7 separate regions of the Mus musculus genome follow, and all the other regions are linked to region 7. The links are chromatin contacts, called in public Hi-C and HiChIP or PLAC-seq maps. All regions are on one chromosome and are shown on one strand. The core of a region is the stretch at or near the end of the contact, and the rest is flanking DNA. Distances in the headings are between cores, read along the strand shown. Region 1 overlaps Wdtc1 (WD and tetratricopeptide repeats 1). Region 2 holds the start of Wdtc1 (WD and tetratricopeptide repeats 1). Region 3 overlaps Slc9a1 (solute carrier family 9 (sodium/hydrogen exchanger), member 1). Region 4 overlaps Eya3 (EYA transcriptional coactivator and phosphatase 3). Region 5 overlaps Slc9a1 (solute carrier family 9 (sodium/hydrogen exchanger), member 1). Region 6 has its middle 11 kb from the start of Med18. Region 7 has its middle 16 kb from the start of Gm36518.

Region 1 (3,147 bases), core at 37-2,536, 360 kb after region 7:
CTATCGAGCAGCAGCCGATCAGCACAGAAGTTCAGTCAGGATCTGCACTTCGTGCAGTCGGAGTGGTCACCATGCACGCCGAGCTGCGCTGCCTAAGGAGCCCTTTTTTCTGACTCCTCTCCAGATAGGAACTGAGTGGATGATAATTCTCGCTATCCCTTACTAAGAATTCCCAAATTAGGGGCTGGGTGTGTCTCTTCGAGGTGAGCACCCACTTAGTATGTGTAAAAACCAAAGTTTAATCCTGAGCATAGGAGAAGGAGAAACCTTTAAGGGTCATGGCTAAGGGCATAGCTTACTGGCAGACCACATGTGTGACATCCTTGATGTTCTAGGTTCAATTCTAGCACCAAAATAAAGCAGAGCAAGCAACCAACCACTGAGTTTCAGAACACCGCAAGGCTGTTCAAACCCAGACTGGGGCTTTATATATCCACCCACCCACCCACCCACCTACATCTCAGTTCATCCACATGTCCGGCCATCCAGGTTTGGATTAAAAAGCAATTCCCATCTTTTGACCTAAACTCCTAATTCTATGAAAGATCCAAAGGATCCAAAAGAGAAAATGGGATCTAGGCAAAAAATGTTCAGCCAAATACTCCTTATAGAGCAAACAGTGGGAAGAGTGCAGATGTTGGGCTGTGGAGAAGGGCTGGCCACTATAAGACTACTACCATCACCCCAGTCAAGTGAAGAACGTAACATTCCAGATGACACGAAGAAAACCTCTCTCCCTCCCTGTCCCTTTGTGTGTGTCTGTTTGTCTATCTCCCCTCCTTCCTTCCCTGTACTGAAGACAGATCAGATACTGGCATGGAGAAAGGCAGGCAGCTGCTCTACCACAGAGCTATATCCCAGCTCTCCCTTTTGATTTTTATTTGGAAGAGAAAACAAAAATGCTCTTCTGCTTTGTCACTTAGAAATAGGAATATATAAACTTATTTTTAGGGGCATGCCTCAATCTTTATTCTTGTCTGGAGGCAGCATAGATTCCAGCCACAGCAAAAATAGGTGAAGTAAGCCCTCAGTGCTGCCTTGCTTGCAATGTGCCGCAGCTGCCACCAGGGGGAGCGCCTGGACGGAATATGATGAATGCCCAGAGGCAGTGTTTTCACTAAGTCCATGGAAAAGGAGGCTTTTCTTAAACAAACTGGAAAGAGTGCAGTGGGTGATGGCACTTGCCACACAAGCCTGGTGACTTGAAATCAAGCCTGGGGTCCCATAAAAAGGAAGGAGAGGATCAACTCCACCAAGCTGTCCTTTGGCTTCCTCACATTCCCCCGTCCCATATCACACACCTATATCATAATACATTGCTGAAAATGTATTTTTAGTGGGTGGTGGTGGTGCACCCCTTTAATCCCAGCACTCAGGAGGCAGAGCCAAGCAGATCTCTGTGTGTTCAAGGCCAGCTTAGTCTTTACAAAGCAAGTTCCAGGACAGCCAAAACTGTTGCACAGTGAAATCCTATCCCAAACAAACAAACAAACAAACAAACAAACAAAACAAAACCAAAAACAAAAAACCTACCACCACCACCAAAAACAAAAAAGAAAAAGAGGTGTTTTATTTAAACCACCAAAACTGGGCTGGTGAGATGGCTTAGCAGGTAAGAGGGACGGCTGCTCTTCTGAAGGTCCTGAGTTCAAATCCTAGCAACCACATGGTGGCTCACAAACATCTGTAATGAGATCTGACACCCTCTTCTGGTGTGTCTGAAGACAGGTACAGTGTACTTGTCTTTATTTATAATAATAAATCTTTGGGCCAGAGCAAGCAGGGATTAAGCAAGCGAGGCCGACCAGAGAGAGCAGAGGTCCTAAATTCAATTCCCAACAACCACATGAAGGTTCACAACCATCTGTACAGCTACAGTGTACTCATATACATAAAATAAATAAAATCTTAACACTAAAAACACTAGAAGGTTGTGAACAACTACTGTCAAAATATAATCTTGGAAGGTGACCACAGACGTACTGCAGCGTCTTTCCCACACATCAGAACCACAAACCAAGCTCCAGTTGTTCTGCTTCTAGAACAATCCCAGGCACTCACCCGCAGAGGTGAGAGAGAGGGAGTGAGGCAGAACTCAGGGTGATGAGGCTCAGAGCTCCCTGAGGTGGCTCTGGTTTCAGGTAGAGTCACTGCTCTTAAGGAGACAGCCGCACACTCGTGGGCCCACAGATATAAATAAATATACAACGGCAGGGCTGACAAGCCCTTTCCTCACAGGTCACTTCAGATCCAATGTGCCCAGCGACAGGTCACCTCAGTGCAAAAACCCTGCTTCTGGGAGTGGGGCACCAAGGCTCTGCACCCACAGATCTCCAAAGAAACAACGAATGATAAGCATGCAGGATTGTCCTTCCAAGCAAAGATGTAAAACCTGTTCTTTCATCTTGTGTTATCTGTTGGGCCAGGTCATGTTAAGCTACTACAATCAGGACAAGAGGTGGCTAGTAGTCTAAATGACCCTCACAGCCAGGGCCTCCCCAAGGCCCCGCAACCAGGACCAGAGGTGGCTAATAGCCTAAAAAAGCCCTATGCTATTTGTATGACTAAGACCAGGTCAGAGCACTGCTTAGGCCCTTAAGCTAGTGTAGGTAGCCGAGAACCAACCCATCCTCTTGGAAGAAATGGCATGTACCCCAAGTCGAGTTTCAATGTAATTACAATGTCCATGTACACCAGGGATTGTATTATACCAGGAAACTTTTTTTCCAGATTAAACTATGGTTAAATCTGAGGGCTAAAGCCCCTGGCATCAGACTTCCCAAATCTCCATCCAGGTTGATGGTCAATGGGAACCAGGTTCTCACCTCTTCGTGGTTCAAACTCCCTGCCTGACACCCCCCAGAGACCCCCTCCCTCTGACACTTCTCCAGAGGCTGTTCAGGCCAGACATGGTGGCACATGCCTTTAATCCTAGCATTCAGGAGGCAGAGGCAGGTGGATGTCTATGAGTTTGAGAGCAGCCTGGTCTACAGAGTGAAACCCTGCCTTAAAAAAGCAAATAAAAACAACTTTCTTCAATGACCCCACGCATTAGGGGCTCTTTCCTCTCCAGACCCACATGTAATTCTAAGGCCTAACAGCCACGGCTGGGTTTGCTCTCTGGGATCAAGACCTAACCTCTGTGCA
Region 2 (3,074 bases), core at 238-2,737, 390 kb after region 7:
GCTTATCTGACACTTTATCCCGATCATCCACCCCATCCTTGGAAGGAATGGAAAAGCTACAGTCACAGTACTCAGCTTCTAAACTCAAACTTGAGAAAACTTTCAAGTTGCTCCACCAACACATTTACCTCAAGAGATTTAAGAACACCAGAGACATTCACAAGAAATTAGTCACACTCAGCTGCTAAGATAAATCGTCTGTACTGCTCAGATAAATCGCATGTAAACCCTCATACTTTTTTTTTTTTAATTCTTATTAGTCCTGGTAATGCACCTGCAGCGGAGAGCAAACCATAAGTCGCCAAGAAACTCCAATCACCGGGCTTGGGATGGGGGGTGGGGGGTGGGGCGTGGGACGGGACGCTCCACTAAAGCTTTTCAGAAAGAGATCCTGCGGGTTTGCAGTTTATCTCTACCGATTCTTATTTACCCTTTGAAGTGGGTACTAATAGCCCACTCCCAAGCAGAGACCCTTTGTACTTAGCGCTACAGTCGATGATGCAAACACCTTGGCAAAGTTCAGTTTGGTGCCAGGATGAGCCACTGAAGGCATCTGCGACTGCCAGAAGCCTGAAAACTCACTCTCTTTCTCTCTCTCTCTCTCTCTCTCTCTCTCTCTCTCTCTCTCTCTCTATAGAGAGAGAGAGAGAGAGAGAGAGAGAGAGGAAGGAGAAGGAGAGAAAGAAAGAAAAGGAGTATGGGGTGACAGAAACAGAGAGCAAGAGAGGGAAAGAGAGGCAGAGAGACACGGAAAGAGCAGACCAGGTCATTGACCTCTTGAAACTTCCACCTGCCCCTTTCTTCCTGAGTGCGATCGGCGCCAGATCAGATGTCAAAAACTCCGCAAAAAATAAATAAATAAAAGTCCCGTGATAGGACGACTTCTACCTCTGCCCCGGTGGAGCCTGCGGGACTCCTACAGCCTTCCCCCACCCCCTCCCCCGACCTCCCAGCCAGTCCTCTTCTAGCCTCCCTTCCCCGGCCCTTTCTGCCCTTCCTCGCCGCCGAGGCCTGACCCCTTCCCGGGACACCCCGGAGTCCCGAGGCGATCGGGCTCAGGCCCCCAAGCAGGGAGCCGGCCCAGAGCGGACGGCCCCGGAGCCGGGGCTCTGGGAGCCGGTCCCCGACTCGACATCTGCGGCGGGGATGGGGCGGCGGCGACCCGTACCTGTCAGGTCTCTTCCCAGGACCAGCAGCGGAGCAACTTCAGGAGCCCATGTCGGTCCGGGGGGGCCCGGCCCCTCTCCCGGGAGCAGGGGTGCGGATCCCGGGAAGGGGGCTGGGGACCCGGGCAGCTCTAGCCTCTTCCCATGCTCCCCGCCCGGCGCCTGGCCGGGGCCGGACAGCGCCTCCGCCCGCCCCTGCGCACCGCCTCACACCCGCGCTCACACACACTCACACTCCCTCGCGCGCTCTCACACACGCACTCCCCTCCCTCCTCCTCTGTTTATCTCCTCCAGCTGTCTGGGGACCCAGGAGAAGTCCCGCACTGCGCCTGCGCCACGCAGTCTCCGCGCCGGCCCCGCGTCTCACGGTCCGCGGCTACGCTACGGCGATGGCGCTCGGCAGTTTCCTGAATAGTGAGCGCGGGCCCTAGTCCTCTCTGCCACCCTCACCCCCCCTCCATCGCGCGCCCGGTCAACGTCTGCTGCCGGTGGCGCCCACTAACCTGCTAGCGGGGGAGCCCCCCACTTCGCCGGGGCCAATCGGCTTCACCGCTCGCGGGAACGGCAGCCAGTGGGCGGGCGGAAAAGCGGGGCTCAGCTCTGGAGTATCATGGGAGTCGTAGTTTTTCGCCATCGCAGAGGTCCTGCGGCGTGGACTTGCCCCGCCCGGTTACCATTAGTTACCTGGACGCACCTCCCATCCCACTACACCTTTTCTGAGTCCCAATTCCACATGTTCTCCCAGGTCCAGTACAGACCCTCCAAGGGCTAAGAGCTCATCAAAATTGCTTTTGATGCTGTAAATTAGGGGACACCTAAGGCTAAGACCCTGAGTCCTCCCAGAGCAAAGCCTCAGCCTGCTCCTTGCTCTAGGGGGCTGCTGAAGTTACAGGTTCCATGCTCGAATCTTCAGGTGCTGGAAGGAAAAGGTCCTATGTTGAGTGACCTGGGAGCTCTAGGAACCCAGATCGATGGCAGACAAGGTCTATCTAATACTAGCCAAGTAATTGCTCTTCTGACTTTCAAGCTCCAAGTCAGAACGGAGACACCCTCCTCTCTAAGGGAGTTCCAAGGTGACAAAGGTGGCAGTAAAGATAACTTAAGGGAGAGAGACCAGGAGCTTCAACTCAAAAGCAATCACCTTACATTTCTCTTCTCTTAGAGTGGCAGATACACAGTATGCCAACGTCTAAGTAATAACACTTTTATTTTCACTGTATTGGGCATGCTCTCTTTGATAGATACAATTGTTCCTATGTTTTTAAAAAGAAGAAACAAGCATAAAGTAGTTAAAAAGATGCTAGCCCAGGGTCACACAACTGGTTAGAAAACAAGGAATGAAACCAGGCAGTGCTGGAGACTAAGTACAAACATTTAGCACTTAAGAGTGCTGGTCCAGGGTTGGAGAGATGGCTCAGCGGTTAAGAGCACTGACTGCTCTTCCGAAGGTCCTCAGTTCAAATCCCAGCAACCACTTGGTGGCTCATAACCATCCATAATGAGATATGATGCCCTCTTCTGGTGCCTCTAAGACAGTTACATTGTACTTATTTATAATAAATGAATCTTTGGGCTGGAGCTAGCAGGGCTGACTGGAGTGAGCTAAGGTCCTAAATTCAATTCCCAGCAACTACATGAGGGTTCATAACCATCTGTACAGCTACAGTGTACTCATATACATAAAAATAAACAAATCTTTAAAAGAGTGCTGGTCCTAAGTTTCTCTTCCCATAAGTGTCTGGTCTTTGCTCATTTCTGTTCGGACCACTTGTGATTTCTTTCTCTTGTGAATTCAGGTCAGTCTTCATCTTCTAGAAAGGTTGTGGGGCATGCCTCCTGACCTTTCCTGCTTAGCTGTATGGAGAGACAGAGACAGAGACAGAGACACGGAGAGACAGAATACTCAGC
Region 3 (2,989 bases), core at 194-2,693, 470 kb after region 7:
TGCTGGTGGGGGGCCTGATCAAGGGCGTCGGAGAGACGCCCCCCTTCCTGCAATCAGACGTCTTCTTCCTCTTCCTGCTGCCACCCATCATCCTGGATGCAGGCTACTTCCTGCCTCTGCGGCAGTTCACGGAGAACCTGGGCACCATCCTGATCTTTGCTGTGGTGGGCACACTGTGGAATGCGTTCTTCCTGGGTGGCCTCCTGTACGCCGTGTGCCTGGTGGGCGGCGAGCAGATCAACAACATTGGCCTGCTGGACACCCTGCTCTTTGGCAGCATCATCTCTGCCGTGGACCCTGTGGCTGTGCTGGCCGTCTTCGAGGAGATCCACATCAACGAACTGCTACACATCCTTGTCTTCGGGGAGTCCCTGCTCAACGATGCCGTCACTGTGGTGAGGGGGCAGGGGTCACACCACACGCACATGGGGCACAGGCAATGCCTTATCCTTCCACTAGTGCTAATAAAGATGGCCAGGGTCCCTCCATGCTTTCTGTCAGGCACTGCTCTGAGCACTGGAACATGGATAACCCGAGGAGAGACGTATTTTCTTACCTTACAGAACTAGAAACAACCCACAGAAGTTAGCTTACTAGAGTGCGGCGGAACTGAGCTTTGAGGCAGTATGCTTGGCCAGTCTATGCCCTCTAGGACCTGAGCTGCTGGCCTAGCAGGTCATTTGCTTCCTGGCTAGCTTGCATTTGATACTGTGTTGCCCAGCCACTGGGCTTCTTCCTGCTTCTGTTCATAGCCCATTTAATCTCTGAGGAGGCTTTTAGCTCTTGTGTTGGCTGTTTAAGAATTGGTATGTGCAGGGTTCTGGGCAAAGGAAATGAAAAGGACTCGGTCCCCCCAAACCTCTAGGATGTGGGAAGTGAAATTAGTAGGTCTGGGCTGACTGTGTGGTTTTGTTGTTGTTTGTTCATTCGTTTGGTTGGTTGGTTTTTGGTTTCTTGCTTTTTTGTTTTAAGACGGTGTTTCTCTGTGTAGCCGTGGCTGTCCTGGGACTTCCTTCTGAGACCAGGCTGGCCTCAAACTCAGAGATCTGCCTGCCTTTGCCTCCTGAGTGTTGGGGCTAATGGTGTGTGCATCACCGCTGCCTGACTACCCAGCTGACTACTTGGTTTCCTGTGACTTTAAGTGAGAAATTCTTCCTCTTCCAGGCCCCTCCTTTGACAGACTTCAAGTGACCGAGTGGTAGTGCTGTTGTCCAAAGGCCAGGTGGGGTTTCCTGGGATTCCTGTTGGAATCCAGCTTGTACGTGTGCACCTGAAGTGTGGGTGCCTAATTTGAACCATCCCCCAGCTGAGTCTGGCTATGCATTCAGGTTGACGTACAGGAAACAATGGTGTGCTTGCATGGAGTTGATAACTCCATCTGTGTATAAGATCTATGCAGTCTCCTGACCGTGAGCAGCGCTGGGCTGGTCACGTGGCTGATGCTCAGACGCTCCCGGTTTGGATGCCTGCTACCCTATCTGGTTTGCACAGTGACTCTGTAGCTTTGTTATGGTTTCTGTTGCTGTGGCAGAACACCATGACCAGAAGCAGCCTGAGGAGGAAAGGGTGGATTTAGCTTTCAGTCAAGTCATGTGCCGTCGCTGAGGGGAGTCAGGAACTCGAGGCAGGAACCTGGAGGTAGGAGCTGAAGCCGAAATCCTGGAGGAGTGTTGCTTATTAGCTTGCTCAGGACCACCTGGCCAGAGCTGGGTTCTCCCTCATCAAGAACATGCCCCATGGCATTGGCCACAGGCAGTCTGAAGGAGTAGGTCTTCTCCCTGGGTGATTCTAGCTTGTGGAAAGATGACCCCTGCAAAACAAACCAAGCAGGACGATGGCACTCTTGAAGTGGAGGCATCAGGAGGTTCTTAGCTGAAGAGCTCACGTGACTGCTGGGGTCACATGACCCCCACAGGCCTACACCACATTGCTTTTCTTTTTCAATTATCATGTCACTGACGATAGCTCCAAGCGAGAAAAGAGGACCCAGCCTCAGTACCGTTCCTGTGACTCATGGCATAGCCTGTGGTCACTCATGAGCATCCCCAAGCTGGACTGAGGTTAGCCGATGGCGGAACACACTGCTGCTGAGGTCCAGCCTGGGTCCCAGAAAGCTGTGATCCACTGGTGCCTAGCCAGTGCCTAGCAGCCACCCTTTCTGCAGCCCATAGTGGGCCTTTGTCCAAGATAGGGTTTCTCTGTGTCGCCCTCCCGGCTGTCCTGGCTGTCCTGGAATTCACTCTGTAGACCAGGCTGCCCTCACAGAGATCTGCTTGCCTCTGCCTCCTGAGTGCTGGGATTAAAGGCATGCACCACCACTGCCCGGCCTTTCCTTCTTTCTTTCTGTTTTTATTTTTGTTTGTTTGGTTTTCTGTGTGTGTGTGTGTGTGTGTGTGTGTGTGTGTGTGTGTGTGTAGCCCTGACTCTCCTGGAACTAGCTCTGTAGGCCAAGCCAGCTTCAAACTCAGAGATTTGCCTACCTCTTGCTAGGATTAAAGGTGTGTGCTACGATTGCCTGGCAAATTGGGCCTTTTCTAGAGCTTAGTTCAGGTGTGAATGCCCCAGACAGTGAGGCTGCACCTGAGCTGCCTGGCATCAGCTCTGTCCTCTCACTCTTTCCTGCCTGTTGCCCCTTCTTTCCAGGCCTGGAACATCTCCCCTCCCCCAAAGCTGGTTTCTGGCAGAGCTCTCTAGGGCTAGACTTGATTAGACTGAGAGCAGCCGTGCCAGTCAGTCCCTCAGAAACTGAAGGAATAGGTTTTGGGCCTGCCTGAGCCTCCCTCTACCAAGGGCATAGGTTCTTGACCTGCATCCCAGTAGAGATTGTGCCCACCATGTGCAGGCTGTGGCCCATTCCAGGGCCTCCAGCTCCACAGCATGTGAGCCTGGCTGCCCATTGTAACCAGGCAGCTTGTTTAAATGGAGATTTCTCGGTCCTACTTGGTGGATCCCAGGTCACATATGACCTGGCCCCAGTTACTTTCAGAGA
Region 4 (3,369 bases), core at 479-2,978, 290 kb before region 7:
TAGCCCTGGCTACCTTGAATCTCTGTAGACCAGGCTGGCCTCAAACTCAGAGATCTACCTGCCTCTGCCTCCTGAGTACTGGGACTAAAGGTGTGCGCCGTCACTCCGAGCTCTGATTTATCTTCTTAACCCAGGTAACTTTTAGGGTTTTTTATTTTTAAGACAGTTTATTTTATACAACAGGATTTGTTAATCTCTCTCTTCTGTTTTCTTCCGTTGCTCATAAATTTCTCTCTTTATGGATAAAGGTGGAATACTGTGGAACTCTGTTTTTCCTCTCAAAGTTTTGAAAGCTTGGTTCTTCATGTATTTGTAATTAATGATAGCACGTGAGGTGAATGTTCTCTACGCACTGATAATCAGCTCTTCTCACTGTTTCACACACTAGTTTGTCTCTGTAGCTCTGACTGGTGTGGAACTCACTATATAGACCAGGCTAGCCTCATAGCTAGCTGCATCCCCATTGCTGGGATTAAAGCTGTGTTTCACAGCACCCAGCTGTTTATTTCATATTGTAAATACTTTTTAGGTTTGATCATAAGTTTGTCTTTCTAGTCTGCTCTGTGTGTGTGTGTGTGTGTGTGTGTGTGTGTGTGTGTGTATGTGTGTGTGTGTGTGTGTGAGAGAGAGAGAGAGAGAGAGAGAGAGAGAGAGAGAGAGAGAGAGAATGGACATACCAAGTATTTTAATCATGTGCAGCCATTATCACTATCCTCTTGGTCTTTATAGCGGATTTCTACTTTAACCTACAGTAACATCATTCAGTTGGTCTTTGGCAGGTTGTTTAAATCTGGTGACTCCAAGATGCTGCCTGTGTCTTAGGATAGAGCGAGAGCTGAGTGAGGCGGTGAAAGGAATGCACTCGCTCTCTCACCCTGCCCTTGTCCTCTCTATCTCTAGCTGGTGCTGAGATGTTCAGTTTTTACAGCCTCCATTCTTCCTCACAATCGTTATTATTGCCATTTTTTTGTCTAATTTTCAGGAAGAAATATATAAGTATTGGAACAAGCCTTTATTTACTTATTTGAAAGCTAATGTATAAAATCCAGATTCCTCCTTTGCATCACCCACTGTTAGTCACTGGTAAGAGCACGTTAGGATGGCCAGATATTCACAGAGAAACCTGTCCTGGAAAAAAAAGGAACTGTGTTAATCTTTGAATACTTCTGTGCCCACCTAACTGCCTGTAAATTCCTTTGCTGTATATAATATACTCAGGTATCTTGCATTATTTATACACGTCTCTTGAAGTTGTAATCAAGAGTGATGCATACATACTTTTACATAGGCACAGTATATATAAATATATACTTAATTCCCCTTTCTGCAGTAGCATAGCACATTGAAATAGACTAAGTTCTTAGGACCATAGGGATCACAAGATAAATAATGCTTTGATTCAGCTACAAAAGAAAGATTATGAAGTAGGAATCTAGAAATTTGAAGTATAAAGTATTTATTACTAATTATCTACTTTCTAACTTCTTAGCCATGAAAATAAAAGTAGTTGTGCTATTATACAAAGATTTGGCTTTGTTTATGACCATATGAAACTACAATAGTATTCTAAAGTTGGGTGTTCCAGGACTCATGGCTCAGCTGGTAACAGCACTGTTGCCAAGCCTGGTGGCCTGAATGGAATCCCCAGAACCCACATGGTGGAAGGAGAGGGCTGACTGCTGCGGCTGTCCTCTGAGCTCCACATGTGCACCGCACAAACCCAGTGTCCCTGCAGAATAAACAGAGGAAATGATGTTGGCACGGGAGAGGTGACTCAGCAGAGAGCTGTCACTTGAGAGCAGGATTTCTTGGCAAGCCTGGGCAACATTGTGAGGGCTCTCCGCCCCCCCCCCCCAACCTCCTGAAAAAGTTGACAAAAGAACAGAACTGTCAGAAGAACAGAACTGTCAGCTTCTTTGAATCAAACCAGTTTTTAGCTTTTTCATTGACAGTGTAGAGAAATGTGAACTCTTAGGAAATACTATTTTTCTTCTTGATATATTTTTTTGAGATTGCAGTTTAATTTCACATTTCTCCCAAACCTTCCTGTATTTCCCTCTCTCCTCTTCTTCAAAGTTATAGCTTCTTTTTTCATTAATTGCTATTACATGCATGTATATTTGTATGTACATATATATCCTAAATATAACCCATTAAACCCATATGTTACTTATGTTCATATTTCCATGAAGGCATATGAATACTAACGAGTTCTCATCTTCAGACAAGATGATAAAGCAAGTGTATTTAGAAACTAGGAGTGAGAACGGAAACTTGGAAGTTATTGAGACTTTATTGCTCAAGTGCTTGAAAGGTATTTAAACTAAAAGACTAACCCAGCATGTTTGTAACTTCATCAGCTAGTAACTGCATTCTTACTATGCTCATTTTCATAGCACTGAAATCTTTTCACTTCTGTATCATAGCTGTTATTATTTGGTGTTTTTAAATCTGCATCTTACCACAGAATATTGTCAGGTTTCACTAATGGTAAAAATATGTACAAACTACAACTAATCCATGGGAATAAGAATTCTAAGATGTTTGCAACAATTCTGTACTCTCGTTACTCAGAGTGGAAACAAGAATTGTGTTTATGTTATACAGCTTCCTCGGTTGCTAGTGAGTGTGACTTTCTATTATGTAGCCTGTGTCAATTAAAAAAAAAGTTGGGGTGACGTAATGTTAGAAGCTTTATGGCTGAGCTGTTATATGCTCAGTGGTAGACTGTAGAGTACTTAGTCTGTGTGAGGCCCTTGCTTTGCTCTCTAGAATCACAAGAAAGAAAAGGAAAAAAAGAAAAGAATACAAGTTGTAGCACATTAAAAAAAATGCTGAAAATGTAAAAAATACTTGAATCTTTCTATTAGCAGACTTATATTTCAACTTAAAAATTATTAGAAGGAAGAATTCTCTATTGATAGCAATAGTACTTAGGTATAATATAATTGATGGCTATTCACATATCTATTCACAGATGTGTTAGAGTATGAATTGGCAAGTGTCCCCAATACACTCGCCAGGATTGAGGAGGTTCTGAAATGAACAGCGTTGTTTCTTTGTAAGCTACTCTGATTTGATTTGGTTTTGGTGGTATTGTTTTTGTTTCCTTTGATTTTTGTTTGAGACAGTATTTCCCTGTATAGCTGAGGCTGTCCTCAGAGTTGCTGTAATTCCCCTGCCTCAGCCTCTTGAATGCTGGAATTACAGATGTGTGCCACCACACCCAGCTTTTGTTTTAAAATGATGGAAATTACTAATGATAATTGACCAGTTACTTAAAAATATTAAACCTGAGTTTTCAAAGTTCTTTTCTCTGAAATATGGAAACTGTCCTTTTATCCCTTCAGTTGAAAAGCTGAGAGGAAG
Region 5 (2,890 bases), core at 285-2,784, 440 kb after region 7:
GGCTGGACGAGATGAGACAAGACATAATAGATGTGATGTGTCTGAGGGCTGGGCAGACTCTTGGCAGAGGGCAAGTTGAGAGGGAGTGGGCAGTCCCTGAGAGCTGCAGTGGTAGAGGAGGTGAGGTGGGACCTGAGTGGAACCTTGGAGGGAACGAAAGCAGAGCAACGTGCTGTACTAGAGGCTGACCCCGTCCGTCCATGTGGGCGAGCATGGGAGCCCCTGGAAGGCAGGGCCTGTGTGCTTGCTTCCTTCTGCTATCCCTTCCACCCCTGCCCTCTCATTCTACCTCCTTTCTTTGTCTCTGTCCCCCCTCCCGCTTGTCTTTCTTTCTTTCTTTCTTTCTTTCTTTCTTTCTTTCTTTCTTTCTTTCTTTCTTTCTTTCTTTCTTTCTTTCTTTCTTTCTTTCTTTCTTTCTTTCTTTCTTTCTTTCTTTCTTTCTTTCTTGATATGGTACCAGTAAAAGCTAGGAACCTTGCTGGACAGATTTTAAATGAGCTGTAATACTCTGTATTTACTTTCTTATCTGTTTGCTTCTGGCACAAGGAAAGGCCTCTGTAAATATTGGGGAATGAATGGGGGAAGGAAGGAAGGAAGGAAGGAAGGAAGGAAGGAAGGAAGGAAGGAAGGAAGGAAGGAAGGAAGGAAGACGTACCTGACTTCCATGTGGAAAAGGGGTCCATACAGAGATTGGGGTAGACTAGAAACCAGGTTGCCCAGAGAGGAGGGGAAGGGAAGTTCCCAGCTCCTAGGTGGCAGGCTAGCTGTTAATGGAAAGTGACACTCATGCATGGTGTCGGCATCTGAGTGCCACTGTGGGCACAGCCTTCTTTGCTCTGCAAGGGCATCTGCGCTGGGCTGGGTGGGGTGTATCTGGGAGGATCTGCGTCTGTCTGGTCTGCCCTCTGTGTGTGAGTAAAAGTGAGATACCATAACTTCCACAGGGAGCTGCTGAGAGCTCTTAATTGAATTAGGCTTTTTCTGAGAAGATTCCTCAAGCCATAAACTGCACTGTGACTGAATTAATGAGACCAGTGGCCATAACCACATAAAACAGCATCTTGTTAGTTTATAGTCATACCTGAACAGGCTTAGTTATGGCTTCTCTTTGTGCATGTGGACTGGGTGTGGACTGGGACCCGACTCTTCCTTCTGTGCCAGATTTATTTTTACATAAATAAATAAAATAAGACCAGCATAGTAAAATTCAGCAACAGTCTAGGAGGGAGTTAAAGTAAACAATGAAAGTCTCCTAGCTCTCTGGCCACTGGCATTCAGTTCCCCAGATGTTCCTGATGTCGGCTGTACTATGCATCTTTTCTGGAAACTCTCCATGCTGTGTGGACTTACGTGCGATGGAGGGCAGATTTAGTTTTCATGAAGTCATTTTGTGGCTCTAGGCTGTGAACTGGGACTTGAGCCCTAGAACCAGCTTTGTCTCTTTCCTACCTAAGTCATTTGCTCTCTTGGGCCTTTAGTTCTCTTTCATTTTAATGTGAAAAGCTCTGTTGGGCCCCTGCTCCGCTGAGGCCTTGGGGGACTCAAACACTTGGAGGGTAAAGTCTACAAGGTCCATCCTCTGGGGGTGGGTCAGGGCTCCCGTAGTTCTCAGGCTGAAGAGCACAGAGTTCTCATGTATGGGCTCTGCGATTAAACCATCGGTTCCTAGAACTAAGACAGTGTATAAGGGAGGAGGCACAGCAGGGCACTGTGTGGTGTTGGTTGATGCTCGAACCTAAGGGGAGATGAAAAAAAGTGGTCTGGAGAGGTGGTGCAGGTCTGAGAGGAGATGGTCTGGAGAAGTGGTGCAGGGCACACACTCTCAAACTATGGGTTGAGCAACTGGATATGGTCATGAAACTTGATACATTTGGTAACAGTAGGTTTATAAACATAACACTAAAAATTAACTCAAAGGTGAATGTGTAATAAGCCCAGAGTTTCTCCAGAGCCCTCTGTATTGCACTGAGCATACTCAAAAAGAGCCCTGGTCTGGTTTCCTGTGTGCAGCATGCTCCGTTCTGCGTGTGTGCATTCCTGCTGCAGAGTCCTCAGCACTGCTTAAACATCTGGGCTCCTATTCTAGACTGCACTGTCATTCACTGTAGTACTGGCCGGTTTCTTCTTGTTTTGAGACAGGACCGATGACCTTGAACTCCCGATCCTCCTGGTTCTACTACCCATCAGGGAAGGGTTACAAGTATGTGCTGCCATAGCACTGCTGGCGTCAGAGGAGGTGCAGGCCAGGCCTTTTCTGCAAGGCAGGCGTGTCAGTTACTTTCTATTGCTGTGATCAAACACCATGATCAAAAGTGACGTCTAGAGGAGGCTGGAGTCCAATCCTCAGCACCCATGTGGTGGCTTACTACCATTTACAACTGTGTCCCATGTGCTCCAATGCCCTCTGCATATACATAAAAACACACAGGTAAACAAATCATTAAAAATTGACCTGTAGAAGAAAGTTTATTTTGGCTTCTCATTCCAGAGGGAAGAATGGCAGCAGGCAGGCAGCTGAAAGATCACATGTTCGACCACCCACAGGAAGCAGGGAGAGCAAACTGGGAGTGGAGTGAGACTATGAACTCGCTCTGTAGACCAGGCTAGCCTCAAACTTCACAGAGGTCCATCTGCCCCTGCCTCCAGAGTTCTGGGATTAATGACGTGAATTTTTTTAAAGAAAGATTTCTTTATTTTATGTATATGAGTACACTGTCACTCTCCTCAGACACACCAGAAGAGGGCATCAGATTCTGTTACAGATGCTTGTGAGCCACCATGTGGTTGCTGGGAATTGAACTCAGGACCTCTAGGGGAGCAGTCAGTGCTCTTAACCTCTGAGCCATCTCTCTAGCCCGAGGTTATGAGCTCTTTTTTTTTTTTAAGCTTT
Region 6 (3,293 bases), core at 671-3,170, 470 kb before region 7:
GGTGGGGGCTGATGGCACCGCCACCCATTCATCCTTGGTGAATGGGGTCTATCAGCCATTAGCTATACAAAAGCCACACCAAGACCCACATTGGCAACTGTAGGTGCAGACATGGTTGAAGATTCAGGTCTCAGTTTCCACTCTGGTGGGAAGATGCGAGCCCAGAGTAAATGTGATAACGCACACATACACAGGTGCCTCAGCTCCCCCGCAGGCTTGCCACCCATCACCTCATACCAGAGGAGGAGAGAGCGGCAAAGACGAGCAGCAAATACTCAGAGGCTGAGACACCAGCTCCATCTCCCACAGCCAGGCAACCTCTAAGGCCCAGCCAAGATGAACAGGAAACCCCGTGCGACACACCTAGCCCAGTGTCACGTACAGAGACTGCGGTGCCAGCATTCTGGCCATCTTAATGGTGCAGGTGCAGATGTGGCTCATAGGAACTGTAAAAAACAAAAAACAAACAAACAAAAACCTCAACAAAACAAAACGCTACAAGCAAGAACTGGAAGCAGTGTGGATCCGTCATCTCTGTTATCTGCTCTTCCCCTGAAGGGAGGCCAGGAACAAACTGCAAGATGGCGGATCCTGTTCAAGGTGCGACTTCGGGGGGGAAAAATCCTTCTAACCCAAAATTACAGGCTGTAGACTGGAGTGAGAACAATGTCTTCAGATGCTTCAGACTCTACGGAAGGACGGAGAAACCAAGCCCCGCTGAGATAAAGGGCTCACTCTGACTCTGCAAAACAGCAAGCCCTCAGCAACACACAGGCCTCTTCCTGCTTTCTTCTCAGCACAATCTCTTCGTTTTCAGTTTTGGAGGCTTTTTCGAGAGAGGCTCACTTTGTAGCCCAGGTTGGTCTCCCAAGTACAAGGATTACTACCACCCGTGACTCCTATTTGTAACATATATATATATGATATATATATATATATATATATATATATATATATATATATATATATATATATATATATATATAAATAAAATGTAAAAATCATATGTAATACAGTAACATATATGTGCATATTTATTTATTTATTATTTTAATTTTTCTTGAATTTTCAAGACAGGGTTTCTCTGTGTAGCTCTGGCTGTCTTAGATCTTACCATATAGACCAGGCTGGCCTGGAGGTCTGCCTGATTCTGCCTTTTGAGTGCTAGGATTAAAGGCATGCATGCCTCATCACCACCCACCTATTTGTATTATGTTATGTATGTGTATGTGTGTGTGTGTATGTGTGTGTGTGTGTATATAAATACTTTTTATTACAGTTTATCGCATCTGTGTTGGGGAGTGTATGCCTTGGTCTGAGGACAACTGTGGGAGTCAGTTCTAGCATGTGGCTCCCAGGGATCAAACTCAGGTTGTCAGGTTAATGGAAACAAGACAAGATCTCGCTGTGTAGCCCAGGCTGGCCTAGAAGTCATTACAAAGCCCAGGGCAGTATCATTTCTTTAGTTGTGTAGACCTGGGTGGATTCTTGACCCTGCAATTACCTGTGTGATTTCAGTTAGTGACATAACAACTCTTATCCCAATATTTTCATTTGTCAACTTAAAGAGTGACGTCAGTCTTGCGGGGTTGCCATAAAGGTTGTAGTATATGGTATACGTACTATGCAATAATAAAAATCCATACCTAGTTCCCGTTTTGCAGGTGAGGAACGAGGGCTTGCTACAGCTTCTCCTTTCTGAAGATTGTACTTCAAGGCAAAGGGAGAGAGAGCTTCGGAGATTTGAAGAAACTTCTATGAAGATGGGGTGGGTTTGACTGAACCAACCTCCTCTTGCATGAGGATCTACAGTTTTGTCCTGGAGAGCTAAAGGATCAAGCACCCAGAATCCTGCCTAGCCTCTATGGCCTAGTGGTCAAACAGGTTGTGAAACTACGTAGCAATGACTCAGCCTGGACTTGCTCTGCTGGTCACAGCCAGCAGGCTGAGGCTGTTTGGTTGCAAGCTGAAAGGACATTGTGTCTAACAAACACATTGCCTGTCAAAGCCCTGTCTGGGTGCCAAGCACAGACTGTGAACTCTGGTCACTGGGGCGTCATGAATGACTGAACTGGGGTACCAACGCTGTATGTGGCTCTTGCTTGTTATTCTTGTCTAAGGAAGGCCCAGAGCTAATGTCACGATAAAGGAATGTGCTGAAAGTGGGGAGCTACTCTCAAGGAGAAGCTTGGTTTGACCTTTGAGGCCCTGGGAACCTGTCTTTATCTCCTTCAGACATGAACTTCTTACTATAGAGAATGCTCACCTTGAAAAATTGTCATTTAATGATAAAGAATGAAAATTTTCAGCCGGGCGGTGGTGGCACACACCTTTAATCCCAGCACTTGGGAGGTTGAGGCAGGTGGATTTCTAAAGTAGAGAGCATTCTCTGTAAGTTGATATTAGAATCCTATGGTAAAACTCATCTTCCCCAATTCTACTGGGAACCTGCACTGTCTTGCAAGGTAAGGTTCATATTATGGTAGAATGTTTTATCCAGAAACCATAGAAAAGCAACCCAAACCGAGCATAGACCCCCGCCGCAAGCCAGTTATGTCACTCCAAGCATTTTGGTCATTGGATTTAATCCCTAGGATTGAAGTATTGCAACACTTGGGAGATGGAGGCAAGAAGATATTGGGCCTAAGGCTAGCCTCAGCTATGTAGTGAGTTAGAGACTAACCTGGGCTACATGAGACTCTGTCTCAAAAGAACCAAAAAAAAAAAAAAATCCAAAACCTTTAGGAGTTAGTATGTTACCATGTAGCCCAGGCTGGACACAAATTCATCATCCTCTGGCCTCAGGCTCCTAATTCCTAAGACCTGGGAGGACAGCCTCGTGTCTTCATGGCTAGTTGAGAAAGAAACTGCTAATAAGGAGCTGTGGCCTCTGAAAAATGGTCCGCAAAGATATCCAAGTCAACATCTCTCATCACTTTGCAAATGAATTGAAGAAATGGTGACAAGGGAGGGACATTATCCTGGAAAATCTAGGCGGGCCCTATTTGGGATCACACCTGCCATTATAAAAAAGAAATACCCCAGGCAGTGGTAGCTACTCCCTCAGTCCCAACACTCAGGAGGTAGAAGCAGGCTGATCTCTCTGAGACCAAGGACAGCTCCGTCTAGTCTACAGAACAAGTTCCAGAACAGGAAGGGCTACACAGAGAAACCCTGCTGAGAGGGGGGGGTAGTGTGTTGACTAAGAAGGCAAGCAGATGTGTTGTAATTTAAGTGTGTCCTGAGAAGTTTGTATGTTGGGAACAATCCCAAGGTCAATGCCAGTGAACTGT
Region 7 (3,378 bases), core at 874-3,373:
GGCAGAGGCACAGCACAGAAAGGCTTGGCCATGGTATGGACAAACAGCAAGCAGTCAGTAAATGTCAGCCGCCGCCACCATGAGGGAGTGGAGGAAATAACCAGGGAGCAACCTGGGAATTCAAAAATCTAACTTTGCAGCCAGGCATGGCTCCCAGGGGCTCAGAGTTCTTCTCCCTTTCTCCCAAAGATTGGCATCTAATTAGGGCTACTCTGTCCTGGGGCGCCCCTATCCATTTATTCCCGTGGACATCATCAAAGAAAGATGTACAGCTCTACTCCCACAAGTCTAGTTTAAAATATATATACATATATGTATATATATATACCTTAATTAATAATTAAAAAATATTTATTTATTTATTTTTTAATTTATGCATATGGGAGGAGTTTTTGCCTGAGTGTGCGTCTGTGCACTGTGTGTGTGTGTGTGTGTGTGTGTCTACTGGCCAAGGAGGCCAGAAGGGGATGTCAGATCCCCCGGAACTGGAGTACTGATGGCTAGCTATAAGCTTTTGTATGGATGTTGGGAGCTGAACCCAGGTTCTCTGGAAGCACAGAGAGTGCTCTTACTCCCTGAGGCATCTCTCCAACCGCATAATTAATTAGTGTTTGAGACAGAGTCTTACTATGTAGCCCAGGCTAGCCACAAACTCATGATGCTCCTCCTGCCTCGGCCTCCTGAGTATTGATTGGGGTTGCTGGATTTTGAGTCCCAGTCCCCAGCAATCCCTCAGGCTGAATTACCCTGACGATGGCCGCATACTGCTCTCTCAGAATGCAGCTTAATTCTTCACCTTCATCCCCTAGACATTTACTGAGTGATCAATCCACGCCAGGCACTGTACCAGGCGCTAAGGACCCCACCGCACAAGGAACCTACTTCCTGCCTACTTGCAGCTCAGAGTGAATCCACGAGGCCCCCTCTTCCTTCCTGTTCGCCTTCTCTTCACCCCCATTTGTTTCGATAACCCCTACCCTTGTCTGTCTTCACGGGTTTTGATTATTACGTTCACACAGCACCAGACGACATGATGACACACAGCAGCGGCAGGGCCACGTGACATCTGTCTCTTTTAGAATTGTCTCTGGCAGTGGCCTTCAGACAGACACACCACTGAGTCATGGCCCTGCTGCAGGGTTGCAGCCTGACAAGTTCCTTGCGTTTTTAGGGTCCCAAATCTGCTTTCTTTAAAGCCAGGAGGTTTCCTCTGCTAATGCGATTGGCTTTTTATAAGGCTTTGTTTTGTTTTGTTTGTTTTTGGTTTTCGAGACAAGCTTTCTCTATGTAGCCCTGGCTATCCTGAAATTCACTCTGTAGATCAGGCTGGCCTCAAACTCGAAGAGATATGCTAGCTACCTCCTGAGTGCTGGGATTGAATGGGGTATACCACTACTACCCAGTTATGAGATTTTGTTTTTAAGTGTGTGCATGTGTGCGGTTTAGAAAAGTTATAGTTCCAGACAGTTGTTAACTCCCTGATGTGAGGTCTAGGAACTTAACGGGTCCCCTGGAAGACCAGGGAGCTCTTGTAACCAAGAAGTCATCTCTCCAGCCCCCTGGGCTTCCTCTTCTAAAGTGTCTGCTGAGCAAACGCACACGCTCTGTAACCCCTGGCCTTCTCAGATCCTCTTGCTTCAGAGCAGAGTTTATTTTGGGGAAAAGCCATCTTGTAGTGCCAACTTTGGTGACTAAAGTGGGGTTGGTGCTGGGCAGTGCCATGTTTGGTCACAAAGGGGGTGACTAGAAACTAACAGAGAATGCTTTTTACTCTGGAGCTACATCTTAAGACGAGCCCCAAATTAGACCTCAGTGACTCTGGGCTCCATCCCAAGTATAAAATAGAATAAAATAAATTCAGACCCCGGTTTCTGACTGTCTTGCTGTAAGACAATGTCAAGGTCATCTCTGGTCCTCAGGTTTCTCGTCTGTCAAATGGTGCTAAAGGAGTCTCATCCAGACCAAGAGTGTCATTCCCAAGTGTGGACGTTAGAGGATGTGTCTTTGTTTTTAGCTTGAAGGTTTAAAGATGGGTGTGTGCCAGGGAGGCAGGAAGAGGGCGGAGCTGGAGCTGCAGGTCACTGTGAGTCACTAAATGGAACTCTGTCTGCTGGAAGAGCAGCAACTGCTGAGCCGTCTCTCCAGCACCTTGCAGTCAAGTTCTTGCTGTGCTGACCAGGCTGCCCTTGAACTCCTCGGCTCAACAATTCGGCCGCAGGCTCCTCCAGCACTTGACTACAGGCATACCATGTCAGCTGACTTAGTCCTGACCTTTCATCAAATCCCTTTATCTAGGGAGTTTCCTTCCAGGCCCTGGTACCCTTTAACAGTCAGCCCCTCCTAAGGCTGGCGCCACAATCTCATGGTGCAGTGTACGAACATGACCACCAGGTGGCACTGTAGTCCCGGGCTAGACTTCATCAGCCCTCATTATCCTTGAGCTGCTCCGCAATTACTAAAAGCCCTCCCTGGGGCAGTCTCCACCACAGTCTTCCGAGACTGAAATGAATGGACCTCGGCTTCTGCTCTGCAGCAGGAAGCCTGGACGCTGGAGTGATCATTCCCAGGGTCTCTGAAGGACCTTCCTCCTGCTCTCCTTCCCAAACCCCTAGTTCCACAATTCAGGACCCTCTCTGCCATCAGGTCTGTCTTCAAGTTCACAGCCTATGCACCTCCCACCCCCACCCCCCGACAGAGCCATAAGGTTTTAGAGGAGAAAGAGAGAAACACGCCACCGCCACCCAGGCTTCTTGGCTGGCGGTACAGGGAAATGCTGAGAACCGGGCGTTACTAAGCTGACCTGGAAAGGGGCCTGGGCCAGCAGCAGCGGAGGTTGCTGAAGCAGAAGAGGCCTGTGGCTTCCTGTGAAGAACTGAGGAGCCACGTCCTTTAAGCAGATGGCTGGGGGGAGGGGTGGAAGACTAGGACGCCCAGGCCTCCCGGTGAGGAGAGGGAAGGGTCCCAGGAAGGCAGGCGAAGAGGCCAGGGAGAGCGTTCTCTTGCCTTTCAGCCTCTGCCATCTCCTAAGATAGACAGGCAGGACAAACAGCGTCATTAATGTGAAGCTACCCGGAAGAGACAGGGGCAGGAACAGGTCTGTCTGCTCATACAGACAGCAAGTCCAAGCACCTAGCCACAAGTACCCAGGTTTCAGTGCCTGACCTCAGAAACTCAGATAGAGAAACCCAGCCCCAAGTTCTCGGCCTCAAAACCCCAGCTTGTTCCCAACTGCATGCACCCACTGTGCAAGCAGAAGACGTAATGCCCTGTCAGAGGCTGTGGGGGTGGGAGTGGGGCGGAGGAGCGGGGAGAGGAGAGGGGAGGGGAGGGCTGGTGAGCTCCCGGACACAAGAACACGGGACACGCGATTCGATCCAG

What was found. A called contact is a pair of places that touch in the nucleus more often than the background predicts. HiChIP or PLAC-seq counts read pairs in DNA pulled down with a chosen protein or histone mark.
Region 1: a contact with region 7 is called in a Hi-C map of B cells, with 4 times the contacts expected there. The contact joins two enhancer-like sites. A contact is called at or near these places in 4 of 39 promoter capture datasets (the C10 cell line, liver, neural stem cells and 1 more), 5 of 15 datasets of contacts at CTCF or cohesin (CD8 T cells, the NIH/3T3 cell line, embryonic stem cells and 1 more), 77 of 484 Hi-C or Micro-C datasets (B cells, the C2C12 cell line, CD4 T cells and 46 more), 20 of 115 datasets of contacts at active chromatin or transcription factors (the HPC-7 cell line, acute myeloid leukemia, astrocytes and 15 more) and 3 of 9 other capture datasets (adipose tissue, embryonic stem cells and pancreatic islet).
Region 2: a contact with region 7 is called in an H3K27ac HiChIP or PLAC-seq map of microglia, with 8 times the contacts expected there. The contact joins the promoter of Wdtc1 here to the enhancer-like site in region 7. A contact is called at or near these places in 5 of 39 promoter capture datasets (the 3T3-L1 cell line, liver, neural stem cells and 1 more), 4 of 484 Hi-C or Micro-C datasets (B cells, the HPC-7 cell line, bone marrow-derived macrophages and 1 more), 17 of 115 datasets of contacts at active chromatin or transcription factors (the SCID.adh cell line, T-cell acute lymphoblastic leukemia, acute myeloid leukemia and 13 more) and 4 of 9 other capture datasets (adipose tissue, embryonic stem cells, macrophages and 1 more).
Region 3: an H3K27ac HiChIP or PLAC-seq map of large pre-B cells shows a contact between it and region 7, with 2.8 times the contacts expected there. The contact joins two enhancer-like sites. A contact is called at or near these places in 3 of 484 Hi-C or Micro-C datasets (cortical neurons and embryonic stem cells), 3 of 115 datasets of contacts at active chromatin or transcription factors (bone marrow-derived macrophages, epiblast stem cells and large pre-B cells) and 1 of 9 other capture datasets (embryonic stem cells).
Region 4: a FOXA1 HiChIP or PLAC-seq map of pancreatic cancer cells shows a contact between it and region 7. The contact joins two enhancer-like sites. A contact is called at or near these places in 4 of 39 promoter capture datasets (the C10 cell line, hippocampal neurons, liver and 1 more), 1 of 15 datasets of contacts at CTCF or cohesin (the NIH/3T3 cell line) and 3 of 115 datasets of contacts at active chromatin or transcription factors (astrocytes, embryonic stem cells and pancreatic cancer cells).
Region 5: an H3K4me3 HiChIP or PLAC-seq map of embryonic stem cells shows a contact between it and region 7, with 13 read pairs. The contact joins two enhancer-like sites. A contact is called at or near these places in 1 of 39 promoter capture datasets (the SN4741 cell line), 10 of 115 datasets of contacts at active chromatin or transcription factors (bone marrow-derived macrophages, double positive thymocytes, embryonic stem cells and 4 more) and 2 of 9 other capture datasets (adipose tissue and embryonic stem cells).
Region 6: a contact with region 7 is called in a FOXA1 HiChIP or PLAC-seq map of pancreatic cancer cells. The contact joins two enhancer-like sites. A contact is called at or near these places in 1 of 39 promoter capture datasets (pre-B cells) and 2 of 115 datasets of contacts at active chromatin or transcription factors (pancreatic cancer cells and stem cell-derived neural progenitor cells).

Annotation. Positions count from the first base shown.
Region 1 is chr4:133,309,070-133,312,216 of GRCm38.p6, forward strand. The region is part of intron 5 of Wdtc1 (WD and tetratricopeptide repeats 1); the gene reads right to left. Among named protein-coding and RNA genes, the nearest start is that of Wdtc1, 29 kb to the right of the region's middle. Within about 2 kb of position 1,287, at least 5 of the 459 cell types and tissues checked have an H3K27ac peak or open chromatin away from gene starts, as enhancers often do. A contact at or near this core is called in B cells, bone marrow-derived macrophages and cortical neurons, where this site is marked.
Region 2 is chr4:133,337,828-133,340,901 of GRCm38.p6, forward strand. Wdtc1 (WD and tetratricopeptide repeats 1) reads right to left here and starts at 1,488. Exons shown (of 16, transcript NM_199306.4): 1 at 1,169-1,488.
Region 3 is chr4:133,411,903-133,414,891 of GRCm38.p6, forward strand. Slc9a1 (solute carrier family 9 (sodium/hydrogen exchanger), member 1) reads left to right here. Exons shown (of 12, transcript NM_016981.3): 2 at 1-395. Among named protein-coding and RNA genes, the nearest start is that of 1700091J24Rik, 21 kb to the right of the region's middle. Within about 2 kb of position 1,444, at least 65 of the 459 cell types and tissues checked have an H3K27ac peak or open chromatin away from gene starts, as enhancers often do. A contact at or near this core is called in bone marrow-derived macrophages, where this site is marked.
Region 4 is chr4:132,651,318-132,654,686 of GRCm38.p6, forward strand. All of the region lies in intron 1 of Eya3 (EYA transcriptional coactivator and phosphatase 3), which reads left to right. Among named protein-coding and RNA genes, the nearest start is that of Eya3, 14 kb to the left of the region's middle. Within about 2 kb of position 1,729, at least 99 of the 459 cell types and tissues checked have an H3K27ac peak or open chromatin away from gene starts, as enhancers often do. A contact at or near this core is called in liver and pancreatic cancer cells, where this site is marked.
Region 5 is chr4:133,379,182-133,382,071 of GRCm38.p6, forward strand. All of the region lies in intron 1 of Slc9a1 (solute carrier family 9 (sodium/hydrogen exchanger), member 1), which reads left to right. Among named protein-coding and RNA genes, the nearest start is that of Mir5122, 11 kb to the left of the region's middle. Within about 2 kb of position 1,535, at least 71 of the 459 cell types and tissues checked have an H3K27ac peak or open chromatin away from gene starts, as enhancers often do. A contact at or near this core is called in embryonic stem cells, where this site is marked.
Region 6 is chr4:132,472,876-132,476,168 of GRCm38.p6, forward strand. No RefSeq gene overlaps it. Among named protein-coding and RNA genes, the nearest start is that of Med18, 11 kb to the left of the region's middle. Within about 2 kb of position 1,921, at least 88 of the 459 cell types and tissues checked have an H3K27ac peak or open chromatin away from gene starts, as enhancers often do. A contact at or near this core is called in pancreatic cancer cells, where this site is marked.
Region 7 is chr4:132,943,313-132,946,690 of GRCm38.p6, forward strand. No RefSeq gene overlaps it. Among named protein-coding and RNA genes, the nearest start is that of Gm36518, 16 kb to the right of the region's middle. Within about 2 kb of position 2,124, at least 276 of the 459 cell types and tissues checked have an H3K27ac peak or open chromatin away from gene starts, as enhancers often do. A contact at or near this core is called in B cells, the HPC-7 cell line, the SCID.adh cell line and 19 more, where this site is marked.